2 separate regions of the Drosophila melanogaster genome follow, and region 1 is linked to region 2. Evidence: chromatin contacts called from public Hi-C data. All regions are on one chromosome and are shown on one strand. Each heading gives the region's core, a stretch centred on a gene start, on an enhancer-like site or on the middle of the called end of the contact. The rest is flanking DNA. Distances are from core to core; before and after follow the strand shown.

Region 1 (3,858 bases), core at 413-2,912, 890 kb after region 2:
TGTGTTCAGATTAATTTTCCAAAAACCTAGCGTCTGCAATTCAAGTCGTGTTGAACATTGCGGGCGCTGTCGACTTTTACCTTCATATCTTAGAGCTAACAGGTCTACTTTCGAGTACCTAATGTGAAACAGATTGTTAAAACAATGTTAGTACATATACAAGTTTAAAAAAACAGTACGCGAGAATAATATCGAAAAAGTTGACTAAAATTTACCAATATTTAATCCACATACCTGGCACTAATCTTTGATGTATCCATTGCTAAGGACTATAGTTCACTGTGTAATCTAACTTATTACAGAAAGTCGAAAAAGTTAAGATATCCAAAATTATTAAAAACAGAACACTCTCCTATATGAACGGGAGAAATTGTACAATGAATATACAAATAGTACACACCACTTATGCAAACACACACTTTGAAAAATTAATATATATATATATATATACGTATTTTAAGGCCATATATATGACTGTTGAGTTTCATGAGAATATAATCCCAAGACGCTTACATACATATATAACAATTTTTAATGCTCACAATGTTGCGATTAGCTTTGTGAATATCACGCTAAATTGGAGTGGGATATAGACATTGAAAATATTTTGTTCTTATTGAACCTTAAGGCATTATATATATTAATATTGAAACATTAAAAGAGAAACACCGTGAAACAATGGAATTTTGAAGTTGTGACATTTGTGGGAAAAGAAATTCTAGGTTTTTCCTACTGGTGCTAAAGCGATACCAGACTAAGCATATCTGTCCGTTCGTATGAGCGTCGAGTAAAGGTGCCGAATGTTTTCTAAAATGATTAATATTATTATTTACACTTGAAAAACAAAAAATAAATTTTATTTATGTAACGTCGATGTTTTATAAAATAGTTTATATGATTATTTACATTTGAAATACTCATAATATATAATATAAATAAGAATATTTTTATATTATTAAACTATTAAATTTTAAATTTAATATAAAACAAATCAAGAAATTATAATCAGGCATGCATTACCGAATAATCGTAATTTGTTTCCGAATTCGATTTGATTTCGTAAAATTTTTTGCTGTCGGAGTGTTTTCTGTACAGTAAACAGCTGTTTAAGCTGTTTTCCAGCGGACACCTTTTTCACAATTTTAATTCCGATGTTCGCATTTAATTTTTTACTGCATTTTGACCGTTTAATTAATTAAATTAAATAGCATTACTTACGAACACTATAGGCCATCTTTTAAATTAAGATAATTAATTCTTTTATATTTTATAAGTAAGTTTAGTCGACGCACGCATGACCCCATGCCAAATCGAAAATTTTTTTTGCCGACGGCAAAATTTTGTATGTCAAATTTTTAATGGGGTCAGAAATAAATTGTATATAAAATAAATAATGAATATAAATAATTAATATAAATCAATAGACCACTGAGTAAACTATTTTTTCCCTTGGTAAATAATATCTTACGTGATATAAAAATGGGCATATACTTTTCATTTCGGCCAGACAAAAGTGTCCGTTTTACAAATCGAAAAATCCTTACGAATTTGAAAACCGGAGCACCGATCTTGCGTTTTAAAATGCCAAATCGAAAATTTTTGTTGCCGACAGCAAAATTTTGTATATCAAATTTTTGATGGGGTCAGAAATAAATTGTATATAAAATAACTAATGAATATAAATCAATAGACTACTGAACTATTTTTTCCCTTGGTTAAGATCTAACGTGATATAAAAATGGGCATATACTTTTCATTTCGGCCAGACAAAAGTGCCCGTTATACACATCGAAAATCCTTACGAATTTGAAAACCGGAGCACCAATCTTTAAAATCGAAATCGTAAAGTACTTCGATTAACGGAGCGTGCCCGATAGATTGATTTTGAAATTTTTTGTAGGTGTACACAGTTATACAAGGAAGTGCACGCCTAACGCTAAAATATGCTGCCGGCGGTCTGATGAAACATGCACGGAATAAGTGTTCGGTCGACTTCGGGAATGATCTTCGTGCACAATGTCTAGAAAATGACATCATGTTCCACACAATGTCATGGTCTATCAAAATCTATAGAGGTTTAGAGTTAAATACATAGCTATTTTTATAGTCATAGTCCCCTTTTTTTGAGAATATACGATAGTTTTGGTTATGGTCTAAGAGTGCGTCACCCAATTTCTATATGCCGTCCTGCATTGACCTAACGGTCTCTACCCACCCATTAATGAAGATAATGACGGCGGTATCGTAAGGATGGCAAAATAGGGATGGTATGGCACAGTACGAAGAAATGTGGTACAAATAAAGCCATATGTCGAGTTATTAAAAATCAAAGTTTTTCATATTTTTCGTATGGTGAGAATTTGTCGTCACATACCATGTCCAAGGGAGTAATAATTTGAAATAAATTGTTAAAGATTATCATACCAAAGACATTAGAATAACAGGATGCGTAACGTCTTACGATTTTTTGGCACACGGTTTTTTCGCCGTGGCTCCAGGCCCCCTCGAATTTTTGTTCGAGAGCGAGAGAGCGGAGAGCGCTACAGCGCACAGCTCTTTTCTACGCATACAGTGATAGCAGACAACTGTGTGTGTGCACACGTATCCATGCATTGTAAATTTGACAATATATGTACATATGTATGCCCTTCACCTTAGAAGTTCATAGACATTAAATCTATATTATTTTTGATCAATTGGCACCGTGCGAAAAATTCTTGTTTTGCATTGCCTTAACGTTATTATTATTTAAATATAGCTTAGAAATAGTAAAAGCCGAATCATAATGTCACAAAATAAATTTTAAAAATGACTGAATGAAATGAAATGAATGATTCAGCTTGCGACTTGTGAAAAATTAATAAGACATTGTTGAGTGCTTTCGTCTGCACTTCGTGCCTCAAGATATACTTCCAATAAACAGTTTTCATATTTTTGTTTATGTTATAAATTTGTATTTTCTACTACGTATTATTTTTATGGAATATTTATTTCTCAATATAATGTCTTCTATTTGGGAAATTTATGTTTTAAATTACAGTAGTTATACTTCCTTGGTATTTTCCTTAATTATTTAGTATATTTATTAAGTCATTTGACTTAATATGATGTATGTAAATGATCAATTTTTATTATTTAACATGCACATTAGATTCAGTTGTTCGATTTCAGTTTTTTTTTGTTATATTCCAATTTGATATTTTTAAAAAGCGCGCAATTTTGTCATATTGCTACGAAATCGGACAAAACTCCTCAAATATGTAAATTCGTTTCTTCAATCAGAATTGATTTCGGCCCGAAAATCGTTTTCTATCACAACACGCACACATATACGCGTTCTGGTCTCTTGCTTTTACTTACACAAGCAAGCAAATTCTATTTTTAGATTTCTTACACTCTCATTGTAAGCGAGCGGACAGACAGCAATTTTGGCCGTCACCAAAAAAGTGGCTGCATAGTGCCAAACCAATGTATGGCCGTTACGCATCTTGTTATTCTAGTGTCTTTTGTCAAACCAATGTATGGCCGTTACGCATTTTGTTATTCTAGTGTCTTTGATCATACCACCTGGCCATCAGTCATGGTGTGGAGGGAGGGGGTCAGATAGTAGAATTCGTCTTCCAACACTGGAAACTCTTAGTGAAAGCACCTATTAAAGACCTTGGAAGTATGAAACAGAAAGAAAAAAGCGTTTCCTACCCTATAAAGTATATATATACATATATGATCAGGATCACTAGCCGAGTCGAACTGGCTACTGCCACTCCTACACCTTTCCTATCGTTCCCATCGATATGCTGAGTATCGAGTATCTGATCTGTCGAAAAATACGGCTGATTTTGTTGCTTAATAATTATT
Region 2 (4,282 bases), core at 1,687-4,186:
CATATATTTTTTGTAGGTAATCCAAACTAATCGTGGACCAACCGAGTTTTATACCGGTGATCCATTCTCTTGAGATGCATATTGTATACATACCACTGTCGTATACCTTCCCAGCCAACCATCCCCACACGTTTTCTATTTTATTAAGGTCCTGGAAGTATGGTGGCCATTCCTCTTTACGCAAATCATGATAGTAATGACTATAGTGGTTTGGTTCCTGCAGATTAATTTCTTCTAGTCCGAAAATACAACATAATGCCACTCCTTAGACCAGGCCATATGAGCTCGAGCAAAACTAAGGTGTGCTTTTTTTGCCACTTATTAAGAGGTGTTTTTTTTTTAAGTTTTTCGTGTTTTAAATGTTTATCTTTCTTAATCACCCTTTGAATCAACTATCAATTTTTCCGGAGGAGTCGTGGGAATTGCTAGGCGTTTGACGTATGGACCCTCGATCTGCCGCGTTAAAGACACTGTCATTGCCACCTTTATGGTTTTTCCTATAATTTTGCGATGTCTGCCTTTTTTCTGCAATAATGAAAGGACACTCCGCATTCATAGAAAGCTATGATTTCGGATCTTTCCTACAAGGATTACATTGTTCCTCTTCCCAATTATTTCGCAAAATTTTCAATTAAACAGCATAAAAAATTGTGCTGTCCTACCATTCAAATTATGGAAGATATTCAAAATTGCATTTGGGGGCGGTAATCTGATGATGCAATATACGTGTCCAATTTTTGTCGAAAGTTAAACAAAGCAGAATTAAAAAGATAACGGTTCTTCTCAGGACGTCTTTTGTAATCCGCAATGATAGAGGGAAAACAAAGCAGCATAAACGGAAACAATTATTTACCAACTAAATTTTCTATCAAAGCAGTTGAATCAACCAGTATAAGCTTTAGAGGCTCTTACAGATTAAGTCCAATTGCACATATTTTCATAGGCTAAAACAACATTTACCCGTTACTTAGCTAGTTAATTTTATAGTCAAATAAAATCGTGTATCATGCCTATGTGAATGTCATATTCAAAATAAAGTTACATATGTAAGTAAACCATATATTTTTAAATTTTTTTTGATTTTTCATTTCATTTGGATTAATCGGACAACCAAGCTTATTTTAAAATTTCCTTGTATATATCGTAGTCGTCTTCACGCCATCTCCAGTAGTATTGGAAATGGAATCCACCAAAGTGTTTGACATGCTTACATAGTTGGGGTATATATTGATTTTTATTCAATCGACATACCTGCGAAAAAGCAAAGTTTTATAAGTAAAATTCTTTTATTTAAAAATTATATTTAAACAAATGAATTTCAGCACTTTAGCTTTCATCATAAATGACAGAGACGAAAAATAACAACATCATATTAAATAATAAAAGTGCAATAATATATGCAACAATTTCCTTCTTATAAATCTTATAAAGTTCTTTAAAACAAATATGTTTGTAAAATACATCTAGTTACAGCTACGTCAAGATGACTTATATGTAGCCTGTAATATAAATATACTTTTGTAAAAAAGTTAAAGGGATTAATGTTTTAAAGAAAATATAAAAAAATTTGTTCAAATTTTCGAAAAAAAAAAGCTAAAAATGTTTTTTTTTTTAATAGGAAAGCAATCTAAATAATTTAAGTTTAAAGACAAAGAAATTATAAGAAATTGGCTTCTGTATTGCACGTTTTAATTCTCATTGGAATTTATAAATTAAATGCTTTACATACCTGTGAATTTCGGCTTCTTTGTATACACCTCGATCGTTACGAAACGTAGCCTATATAATATACAAGTAAGTGGAGGCTTAGCATAAAAATGTTAGATTTACATACCACATTCAGGATGGACGGCTGGAACAAACATATGCCTAAAAGACGAAAGACTTCCCAAAGGCCCACAAACTAATATAACAAGCCAAGAAAATAGTTTATGCAATTTGTAGAGAAATGTATTTTATGTTTGAATGCAATACATAAAAAAATATGCATTTCATATTTAATTTAAACAGCTTCCTGTACTGGGGGCTCATAACCTTCAGGGCGGTCGATTACGGCTCCCTCGGATGAAACAACGGCTTCCACGGATTTGCCACCGCCATCGCCATGCAATTCCAGAAGCTTTGAGACATCGAAGCGCGGTTTCTTCAATACCTTTACTTTACGAATGTAAACATCATGTAATGGATATATGCGCTGACAGCTTTTTTCGATATCTTTCGCAATCGAGTCCAAGGCCAGCTTGTTAACAAGCTGCTTTAGATCGGCACCACTAACTTCATTAGTAATAATGTCGGTCATGCGAGCACGAATCTTTCGGACTTGCGATTGCTGAGCATAACATGTTTTGCGCTGAGACTGCTGATCCTTGGCAGTAAATCCGATACAAAACACTCGCAAGAGGTACCCATCTACAGTCTTTGCTTCGACAATAGCTTCAATTAGTGTTTGCCACTTTTTAACCATCGACCTAAACAATATTGAAATGTTAGTAAGCATTTACATTTATACATGCAAGTGCACATTTACAAATATAAAGTCGAGACTTGTGCATTATAGACGTTTACTAACCTGTACTTGTCCGTAGTCAAGTCCATTCCGTGAAAGTTACAGAGCACATTACGGTCTTGAACATCTTCTGCAATAAGACGGAACTTGCGAAAAGAACGTTCTGGATCAATATCCTTTTGCAAGTCTGCTAAAGACACTTCGAAAACGCGACCCTTCAAATAATCCGATGCTATTCTTTGACCCTGGGTGCGGTTTACAAGTGTTTTACCGATTTGACGGGTTTGAAACATATTCGGAGCTTTGACATCGTACCAGTCCTTGCGAGAAAACGGGTCCACCACCTTCTTCTTACCGCCCTTCTTACCACCCTTGGAAAGACCTTTATTTTTGCCGACTGCCATGTTCAACTAATAAACCGGAAAAGGTCGAATCACGTTGACGACGTATGTGGAAAAAAGGAAACCAGTGTTGGTAAAGGCCACGAGTGTCATTTTATAATTTGAGACCTGTATGCAGTAATATGTCCGTGTTATATCGCTTTCTCATTGTGCTGCGTTCCGAAAATTTTTTGGAGCACTGTGTACACGATTACTTTTTAGTGAGCCAAAGGATATATCTACAACTTGTATTATGGGAAGTACAAACTACGAAATCCTTGTAAAATATACCTTAAAGGAACAGTTACGCTTGTAGTTTAATAAAATATAAACAGAAAACAGTAAAGAGTAAATGTCGTGACCAACAAATTTGTAACTGTAATACATAACAAAAAATAGAAGAGCATCAGCCGTTCTAAGCTGTTTTTTGCTCTAGCTATTATTTCTATATTATAGTTTTAGTTAATTTCTAATATGGGGTTTAATTATTATATTTGACGCCTAATCTTGATAAAAATTAAATTTCATTAAAACAATTCTATGTTTTGTTAGTTTTTTAATTGTTACCATTTCTGTCACTCGTAATAGAAGCGGAAACAATATGTATTTTGGTCACGTTTATTGACCATCGCCACAAATGCAGCCGGCGTTGGTTCACTTCTCACGACTAATTTTCATCATAGACGGTAAAAATATATAAGAAAAATATAAACGCAGTGAATAAATGTTTTGGGTAAATTCATATTTGCATTTTATTATTTTTAATCTTCCATTCCAATTTTTTTGTAAGCAAAGAACGTCTCATTATCCTGAAATTATTCGATACGAGCCAAGAATTATAAAAAAAAATCATTTTGTAAAATGTCTTAATTTTGTTTTATTTTACTATTTTTGACTTTTTTTTTTAGTATAAAGCAAAATAAATAAAAAAAAAAATAAATTTTAAAAATTAAGTGAACAAAATTAAGCATTTAAATGATTTTGTATAAAGCTAATATATCTATGCTGTTGCTCGAGACCGGCTAAGCCATAGGGTCTTTCCAAAATACGTAGAACTACAGCTTCATTACAGAAGTTATGGGCGTACGAAATTGATCTCTTTTTTTTATTATGCGTGTTCTCCAAACATCCAAATATTTTTAACAAACTGAATCTGCATGCCTAATTTGATTCCATTATATCTCGGCGTCGAGATCATCCCGCCTTGCGGTCAGTTTTTTTAATTGGGTCCAAGGCAAATTTTAAAAGTGTGCGTATCATATGATATCGTTTACCATTATCAATAACATCACAGTTAAATTGGAACAGGCCCAAGTGTTTTTAAATACATTTTTATAATTAAAATGAAGAAAGATTGATAAATGTTTTTAATTTTTGTATTGGGGCACACCATACA

Evidence for each region. A called contact is a pair of places that touch in the nucleus more often than the background predicts.
Region 1: a contact with region 2 is called in a Hi-C map of the Kc167 cell line, with 2.5 times the contacts expected there. The contact joins the promoter of lncRNA:CR45201 here to the promoter of RpS3A in region 2. A contact is called at or near these places in 6 of 107 Hi-C or Micro-C datasets (the Kc167 cell line, the Sg4 cell line, brain and 3 more) and 1 of 6 datasets of contacts at active chromatin or transcription factors (the Kc167 cell line).

What each region holds. Positions count from the first base shown.
Region 1 is chr4:957,772-961,629 of dm6, forward strand. lncRNA:CR45201 (long non-coding RNA:CR45201) reads right to left here and starts at 1,663. Exons shown (of 1, transcript NR_123751.1): 1 at 1,453-1,663. It overlaps 4E-T (eIF4E-Transporter), which reads right to left and starts at 621. Exons shown (of 8, transcript NM_166798.2): 1 at 235-621; 2 at 1-118. The coding sequence starts at 260. It also overlaps asRNA:CR44030.
Region 2 is chr4:64,271-68,552 of dm6, forward strand. It overlaps RpS3A (Ribosomal protein S3A), which reads right to left and starts at 2,937. Exons shown (of 4, transcript NM_001258475.2): 1 at 2,570-2,937; 2 at 1,835-2,468; 3 at 1,730-1,779; 4 at 955-1,251. The coding sequence starts at 2,910. The coding sequence ends at 2,003. It overlaps snoRNA:CD-24 (a small nucleolar RNA gene), which reads right to left and starts at 1,375; the gene lies at 1,307-1,375.